Linked DNA regions of Zea mays: all the other regions are linked to region 1. A link is a contact called in public Hi-C data. All regions are on one chromosome and are shown on one strand. Each heading gives the region's core, a stretch centred on a gene start, on an enhancer-like site or on the middle of the called end of the contact. The rest is flanking DNA. Distances are from core to core; before and after follow the strand shown. Region 1 holds the start of LOC103626417 (protein PHOSPHATE STARVATION RESPONSE 3). Region 2 holds the start of LOC100283751. Region 3 holds the start of LOC100284052.

Region 1 (2,638 bases), core at 72-2,571:
ATGCCAAGGAGCTTGGCTAGTTGGCTCTGTGGCCTGTGGCCTGTGGCCTGCGGCCTGCGCTCGGCGCCGGGACCCCGGGCCCGGGGGCGTGCGGCTGCAAGGCATCGCGTCTGGTTTGGCGTCCGCGGCGGCTCCTGGCTACTCGATCACTGCCTTTTGCGGGGAAAGCGACCCGTCGTTCCGGGCAGCGGGTGGCCCCAGACGCCCAGTGATGTGTAGTGTGGTCTGGCAGCGGCGGTCCTCGCCTCAGCAGCCGCCCGTAGCCAAGAAGTGACCTCGACGTGATACGCCGCTCTCTCGCGATATGCCGCCGCATATTCCGTTCTCCCGGCGGCGCGCGGTAAAAGGCTCTGACGTCGAAAGGAGATGGATCCATAGTTTGTTTATGCACGCGTTTCCATCGTTCCTGTTGCACTGCTAATCATGTCGCCAATTATCCATTCCTGCCTCATGGGTGGCTCCAGCTTCGCGCCCAATAGATAGAGGAGTCGCACGCTGGCTGGATTCGTGAACGGCCGCTAGCGTCCGCTCCGCTACTGTACTGCGAGGGGATCATAATAGGGCTAGTTTAGTGACCACAGAAATTGAGATGATATATTTATTTCTACCAAACCAGTCTCTAGGGTTAATTTGGTGACAACAGAATCATATGGATTGGAAAAAAAATTGAGAAGAAAATGAATTAATTTCCTTTTCAATATCCTCCAATTCTCCTGTAATCACTGGTAGCCAAATTAGCCCTTAGAACTCGTTTGGAGGACAGAGAAATAAAAGAAATCCATGGAAAAGATATCTCCTTTATTTTCCTGTCCACTAAATCTGTCCTTAGAGCAGATTTGGTGGAAAAAGAATTGGAGGGATCCAAAAGTAGCTGAAAAATTCCTCTCCACAGATCCCTAATTTTTCCTTTCGCCAAACCAGCTCTAAATAGTGAAGGAATTCTTCCTTATGGATCCCTCCTATGGTCACCAAACGACCCTTAGTTTATGGCAAATCCACCCAAATTTGTGGACCGTCGCACATGGTTTGCCGCAGAACAATTAGTTAGTACTCCAACAGCAAGTTGGCAGGCACACATCGTTTCAAGATGGCAACATGCTGATCCCAGTAAAAAGAAAAAACACAGGGCAAAGTATGGCTGCTGACACCATTGACGCGTACCGCCACTAAACCCAAAATGGGCTTGTAGGGAATTTACCGTAAATGGTTGTGCCGTCAGCCTTCAGTCTCAGGGTTTATAGTACATAGTAAAAAAAAGCAAAATAAAAAATTCGGCTGGTGGAGAGAGAGAGAGGTGGAGAGAGAGGAGAGGAGATGCGGACAGATCTCGAGAAATAACCAAATCAGAAAACGGAACCGGAAATGCAGCGAGGGAGGGAGGGAGGGAGGCTGCCCATTATTAACTCTCCCTCCCCCCACGCAGAAGACGACGACCGGAAGCAAAACAGCCAGCCAACCAACCAACCAGACCAGGGATGGATGGTGCGCACCAAGAAAGGGGGCACCGCACCGAGCCAATGATCTGCAAGAAGAGAGGTAGGATTTAGGCACGGCACCTATAGCCCCTGACGAGAGAGAGAGGGAGAGAGATTTGGTCTTGGATAAGAGTGGAGAGACTGGAGACGGGTGGGTGGAGTGAGAGAAGTCACTCGGGGAGCCTCCAGATTCTGAATCTCCCGCAACCCGTCTCATCGCCGGAGTGGAGTTCCAGGTAAGACGAGGTTACAAAGATCCTCCGCCTCCTCCTCCTCCTCCTCCTCCTCCTCCTCCTATCAGCACTGGCACTGCACGCCGCCGATCTCTTGGGGTCCTCGGCTTCAGACGGTTTCTCGCGCCAGATTTAGCGGTAGTGATCTTTGTTTCCTGGGCACGTCAACCTCGACAGGCAGAGAAGAGAAGCCTCATCCTTGGTTTGTCTTTAACTTATCCCATCTTTCCTGCTCGGAACCCGTCCCCCCCATGCATGTTTCAGTCAACTGTTTTTGGCGAGTGCTGCACGTTGCTGATTTTCTGTTGGTTTCTTGAGGTCTCCTCGAGGCCTGTTCACCAACCGCATGCCAGGTTTCCCCGACTTGTCTTCTGCAGCTGTGAGTGTAGCACCGGCACGGCAGGCACCTGAGCAGAGCTATGGGCGTGTACAGCAGCATGCCTCACTGACTGACGCTGACGGGCACCGCAGCACAGCACAGCACGCACTCACCTCATAAAATGGGTTGATTTTCCGGGACGCTTTGTGGAATCTCGAATCTAGCCTTTTGCAAACCACCCTTATTTTATTTCCCTTTCATCGTTTCATTTGCCGGAAGAAATAAACACATTTGGTTGGTTGTGGTTGCTTGCTTGCTTAGTATTAAGCGAGAATTTAACTGCAGCTCATGAACAGTCTGTGGAAGTTTCCTCCTTCAGCAACAACAGTTTTCTCTGGATTTTTAGAGTTCTTCGTCCTTTACTTTTTTTTGCCCCCTTCTATCATCCAGCAACCGTATCCAATCTTTACTGTGAGTTTCTTGGCCATGTGGACCTTTTTGGCTTCCTAGGTGTTTTATCTAAATACTGTTACAAATGGCCACCTGTTAGTCAACCAGAGGTCAGAAGTACCGCTTACCTGAACAAAAAGCTCCAGAAACATGGATATTTA
Region 2 (2,638 bases), core at 40-2,539, 460 kb after region 1:
GAACTGTGAGGACATCGCCATGGCTTTTCTTGTTGCAAATGCTACTGGAGCCCCGCCTATATGGGTGCAAGGTCAGTGAGCAATGAGCACCCTTTTCATCAAGGAGTAAGAAAAATGTTCTTGACAAAAGAGAGAGAGAGAGAGAGAGAGAGAGCTGCCGAATCAGCTGAATTTGTCTGCTTCTTGCATCCACAAATTTAATCTTGAGAGAGCGGTTTCAGTTAATGGACATTATTAGTTAAAATATACTTAGATAGTCTTTTTTTTGTTTTGTTTGGCCGTGACAAACTTTATCAGCCACTGTAGGGTCTACAGACCTTATCCTTCGTTTAGATTCAGATTTCAGAGGGACGGTTTATACTTGCAATTAGGAGGACTATGTAGCTTTTTACATTGTTTGACCACACGAGCTTGTTGTTGCTTGGCTGTATTGGAATTTAAAAACTGATGAAGCCACTATCACTTTCATAATTTCCTGAGCTTCCCACCTGCTAGCGCAAAGAAGTCACTGTAGTTCATCTGAAACTTCCTTGGCATTTTTTTTCTGCTTGGCCATTGCTTGCTGCATTGGCAACAGCCTCGAGTAGCAACTGAATAATAATAATAATAATGATCCTCTGCAGCTGGTACCTTCCTCACATCCCTGTCCCTTGATATACTACCGCAGGAAGGATATTTGAGATTGGATCGAGCGGCATCAGCAGCCTGAAAGGCCATGGCTTGCAGAGATCAAGGTGCCTCAACGCGTTCGCCGCCATGTACGGCCACATGCCGCTCGTAGCCACCACAGTCAAGGCCGTGGACAGCCGCGGGAGCTGGTTCTGGTGATAAAGATATGTGCCTCTTTTTTCTGTACATCCTAGCCTTGCCTCTAGTCTACATTGTTTATATAGCAGAGTTTGAAACCAGAGATAAGAATGAGTAGGCTAGTGTGTCTGTGCATAATTCATCCGCACCTTAGAACACAGGCTATATAGATTTTACAGATGGAACTGAGACGCAGTGATTATATCCATATTGCTGTTGGAGCCTTAGTCCAACATCAGGATCAGCTAAGGCCCTGTTTGGTTCCTTTAGTTAGTAGGTAACTATGTGCAAGGAGATTGTTTATGTATGTGAGACAGTAATTATTAATTCAATGAATGAAATTTATGGTGGTGGTCTGTCTCTCTCCTCTATTTTGTGTGGAGGATCGACTATTTTGTGTGCGCCTGGCTGCCTGCCAAGATCCTGATGCTGTCCAGTTCAGTGATCAGTGGGCTAACTTTTATGTGGCTGTGACGGCCGAAACAGGATAGTGAGGATAAGGGGGGCACTCTTTCGTTGGGCCAGCGCTGCATGCTTCCTTGCTTGCTTTTTTGTCGCGCCTGCTTCTCCCCCCTCTGCCTCTTGGTGCTGCTTCCTGGTGGGGGAAGGGAAGGAGAAGGCTGTGTGCGTCCTGCGCCGATAACGCGATGGTGTCCATTGTCACTGAGGTATGGGCGCTCGCTGGATGCGGCCCGGCGTCCAAGGCGGCGGCGGTAGCGGTAGCGGCGCAGGAGTTGCCGGCGCAGCATCCTTCTCCTGCCGCAGCGGGAGGAGGGAAGGCCAAGAAGAGAGCCGTGCCAGTGTCGTTCAGAGGCGTCAGCAGCGGCGGTGGTCAGGACCACCAGCGTGAGGCCGCCGCCGTCGTCGTCGGGCGGCGGCGCGGCCTCGCGTCGTGCGCGCTCGCCGCCGTCGCCGCCTCGTTCTCCGCCCGCGCTGACCGCCCCGCGCGGGCGCTTGTCCTCGAGGAAGACGACGACATCGAGCTGCTGGAGCGCGTGAAGGAGGACAGGAAGAAGCGGCTGCAGAAGCAGGGCATCATCAGCTCCTCCGGCGCCGAGACCGGTCTGTTCACATCTCATGAGTTGCAGCCGCTCGCTCTCGTCTCTCTCTTTTTTTTTTCTTCTTCCTCCTCCCTCCATTTACGACTAGACAAGAATACCTCTGAAGCTTTGCTCTCCAGCAGTAACCGTAAACCGTGCTGTGGTTTGATCCGCAAAACCCACAGGGTATTTGCAGGACCTCATCTACAGGCTCAGCAAAGTCGGGCAGGCCATTGACAACGACGACCTCCCAGCCGCGAGCAGCGTGCTGGGACCAAGCTCAGACGCCCAGTGGGTGCAGAACATCAATGCAGCTTTCTCCAAGGTTCTTCCTCTCTCTCTCTCTCTCTCTCAACCATCCTTGTCTTTTCAGGACTCCACTCCAGCGTTCTTCTCATCTATTTCGATCCGCGTGTGTAACAACAGCTCAGCTCAAGCCCGGAGCAGAGGAACGTGGTCGACAGCTTCAACAGCTCGCTGGCCACACTGTTTACATCAGGTAGTTACATGTGCAAAAGGCCTATCCTGCTTTGTGCCCGTAGTATGAATGAACCTGACAGGTTTCGTGGATCCTCTGGTTTTTTCCAGTGAGCAAGCTCGACCCTGAATCCTCCAAGTCGGCGTTCGTGTCGTCCGCGACGGCGTTGGAGAAATGGATCGCGTTAGCTGGACTGGGCGGCCAGCTCAAGGGCTACTGATGCGTGCGAGGGGAAGAGAAGCACTGGGTTGTTCTATGTTTGGGTCCGGCATTTGTGAATCTCCTGAAGAGGGTACCGTGACCGAGAACTGAG
Region 3 (2,638 bases), core at 80-2,579, 400 kb after region 1:
GCGGATTGTACGTGGAACCAGACCATTATCGTTGTACGCTTCATCTCCTGTTGGAGACTGGAGGAAAACAAGAGCGTAAGCTACTCTGCCTAAGACACAGACAAGCAAGAAATTTGTTGTATTTGTTTATAGACCTTCAATGCATCGGGAACTTTAGGAAAGAGAACAAAACTATTAACACCAACATCGCGGGCCTTGTAAACCTGCACATACCATCAGTTTGAAGAGTTACTTAATACTATTGATCCAAGCAATAAACACGTGAATTTGTCTCCAGTAAATTCATCGAAAAGAACATTGCAAACAAACATTCAGGATACGAGATAACCCTCAAGGCCCCAACACTTTCAGTACCTCGTCAAGCAGCCCGTGCCTCCACCCAAGCCTATAGCACCCTGGCATAGCTCCGATAGGAGCATCTTCTTCTCCTACAGATCACCGAGCAAATCCAGCATATCAGATGTGAATTGTGTTCAACTCTCTATGTCAGTGAATTCCACTACCAACCTTCATGGATAAACAATGGAAGCACAAAGTTAGCAGGCGAGATGCTCGTCTCCTGGAATGCAGCCCTAAGAGCAGGTGATTTGCGGTTGCGACGGGGGCGCTTTGCCATGTCCTAAATAACACGTGGGGAGAAGAATATGTATATGCACAAGTCAGGATTTTGCGGTTACAGTAAGAGCACGCAAAATTCACAGACGAAACCCATCGAGTGCATACAAGGGGCCTGATCTCCGGCGTTCCTTCAGGGGCCTTCGGCCTAACCAGCGGCGGGGGAGCAGGGAACTTCCCAGCGACGGCGTCGGCCTCGCACTCCTCGATGGTCCTCCCGGACGGCGCCCTGACGGCCGCCGCCGCCTCCTGCTCGCTGCTGACCCGGACGGCCGTGGAACGCAGCCTTGGCCCGGCTCTTGGCACGGCGGAACAGCTTCCAAAGGTGGCGTGGCCGTGGCCACTCCTAGCCTGGAGCATCTGAACGTTGGCGGGGGAGAAGGAGACGGTGAACGCCATGGCCGAGCTGCAACGGAGGTCAACGCCAATACGATGGATTCCACAGACATGGTCAGCAATTGAGAACGACTCCGACGCCTGAGCATATCTTATCTTCTTATCTTCTAATAATGCCGAATAGTTCGACCGAAAATCGGAAGTGGTGTTCTCGGAGGGAGAGAAATCAGGGGGATTGGAGATTGCTGTGTGCAGTCAAAAACTTCCAAATCTTGGAGAAGAAGATGAGGAGCACTTGGCGGCAGGGGGGTGTTACCTGGACACTGGAGAGGACGATGAGGAGGAGACGCAGCAGCACGGAGAAGCTGCTAATCCTGTGGCCTCCGTTTGCCCTCGATGGCGATGCCCCCGTCTTTAGTAGACCACAGGCTTGCGTTTCTTTGTCTCCATCTTCCCCACGTTTGTCAGTCACTCAGTCGCCACCTGCTCCCTATACAGCTCTGATTTGTGATTTCAGACTCTGTAGTCGCAAACACACACCCCCAAAAAAAAAACTAGAGGCATCTCTCAAACTTTTCTTTAAAAAAGAATTGGCAAAGAAGAAGATTAAGTTGGCTCGAAATTTAAGTAAAGCCGATTTCAGGTTAGAGTGAAGCTTTCAAAAAAAGAAGAAAAGAAAAGAAGAGAGAACATCTACTCGTTAGAGATCTGCCGGAGAAAGACAAACCAAGAAGAATCAGAGCACTGAATCTTTGGTTGTCCACCATAGGCGTGAGCTGCCGTATGCTGCTTGAGCAGCAGAACAGGCCGAAACCAACTTTCCCAACAGAGAAAGAGAGAGTACTCCAGAGTCCGGACCACTCTTGCAGCCTCAGGCTTTGCATTCTCTTTCAAGATTGTGAGCAAACCAGCCATCATTTCATCAGGTGCACGTGCACTGCTTCCTTTGCTTCAAAGATTGGTCTCTTCTTTTCCACTGTACTGTTCTTCTTGGTGAAATTATGCAAACTTTTACAGTTTTAGATGAAAAGGAGTGGGGACAGGAGAACTTATCATACAATGCAATATTGCAAAAATAAAATTTTGTTTCCTGGAGTCGGTCTGTGCAATGATCTTTACAGAAGGGCCAAACGGCATACCATGTGAATGACACAAGGCTTGTATAGGAAAAACGTATGGCTTTACAGGAGGAGAAAATATACACGTCGTATGACTCGTATATTACATGTCCGAGTCTGATGGTGCGCATCAATCAGGTGTTCTTCTCTAGAACAGACAGTGCTGGTGCGAGATAGTTGTTAGCCTTGTCTGGCAGATGAGCCACCTGAAAACGTCCATGCCATATATTATTATCAAACGCGAAACTAAACAGAAACAACAATTCATGGCCTTGACAAGAACGTGAGGATCCATCAGTTTTGGATTTCAACCATTAACTTACAAGTTCATAAAGCTCGTTCCCTTGGTCACTGACGTACTCGTAGCATACCTAATCGAGTGCGTAGCAACAAGTTCAGTTATTGCACGACAGCATACTATTGTCAGTAGGAGTAAGCGTTGCCGTACATGAAAGGGAGCAAGAGAACAATCTTACATCGAAACTTTTGTTTCTCGCAGTGGAATCATGCAGTGCCTTGACACAGATATCAGCCACATCAGCACAGCTGATACCCTACATATATAGGAA

Evidence for each region. A called contact is a pair of places that touch in the nucleus more often than the background predicts.
Region 2: a contact with region 1 is called in a Hi-C map of tassel, with 2.5 times the contacts expected there. The contact joins the promoter of LOC100283751 here to the promoter of LOC103626417 in region 1. A contact is called at or near these places in 5 of 25 Hi-C or Micro-C datasets (bundle sheath, ear, endosperm and 2 more).
Region 3: a Hi-C map of endosperm shows a contact between it and region 1, with 3 times the contacts expected there. The contact joins the promoter of LOC100284052 here to the promoter of LOC103626417 in region 1. A contact is called at or near these places in 3 of 25 Hi-C or Micro-C datasets (ear, endosperm and tassel).

Annotation. Positions count from the first base shown.
Region 1 is chr5:59,946,409-59,949,046 of Zm-B73-REFERENCE-NAM-5.0, forward strand. It overlaps LOC103626417 (protein PHOSPHATE STARVATION RESPONSE 3), which reads left to right and starts at 1,322. Exons shown (of 7, transcript XM_035959046.1): 1 at 1,322-1,711.
Region 2 is chr5:60,406,572-60,409,209 of Zm-B73-REFERENCE-NAM-5.0, forward strand. LOC100283751 reads left to right here and starts at 1,290. Exons shown (of 4, transcript NM_001367171.1): 1 at 1,290-1,869; 2 at 2,033-2,172; 3 at 2,274-2,346; 4 at 2,436-2,638. The coding sequence starts at 1,455. The coding sequence ends at 2,545.
Region 3 is chr5:60,343,976-60,346,613 of Zm-B73-REFERENCE-NAM-5.0, forward strand. It overlaps LOC100284052, which reads right to left and starts at 1,330. Exons shown (of 13, transcript NM_001370614.1): 1 at 1,268-1,330; 2 at 724-1,021; 3 at 508-619; 4 at 355-428; 5 at 135-203; 6 at 1-57. The coding sequence starts at 1,014. LOC100501691 reads right to left here. Exons shown (of 13, transcript NM_001196366.2): 11 at 2,546-2,623; 12 at 2,393-2,440; 13 at 2,001-2,275. The coding sequence ends at 2,204.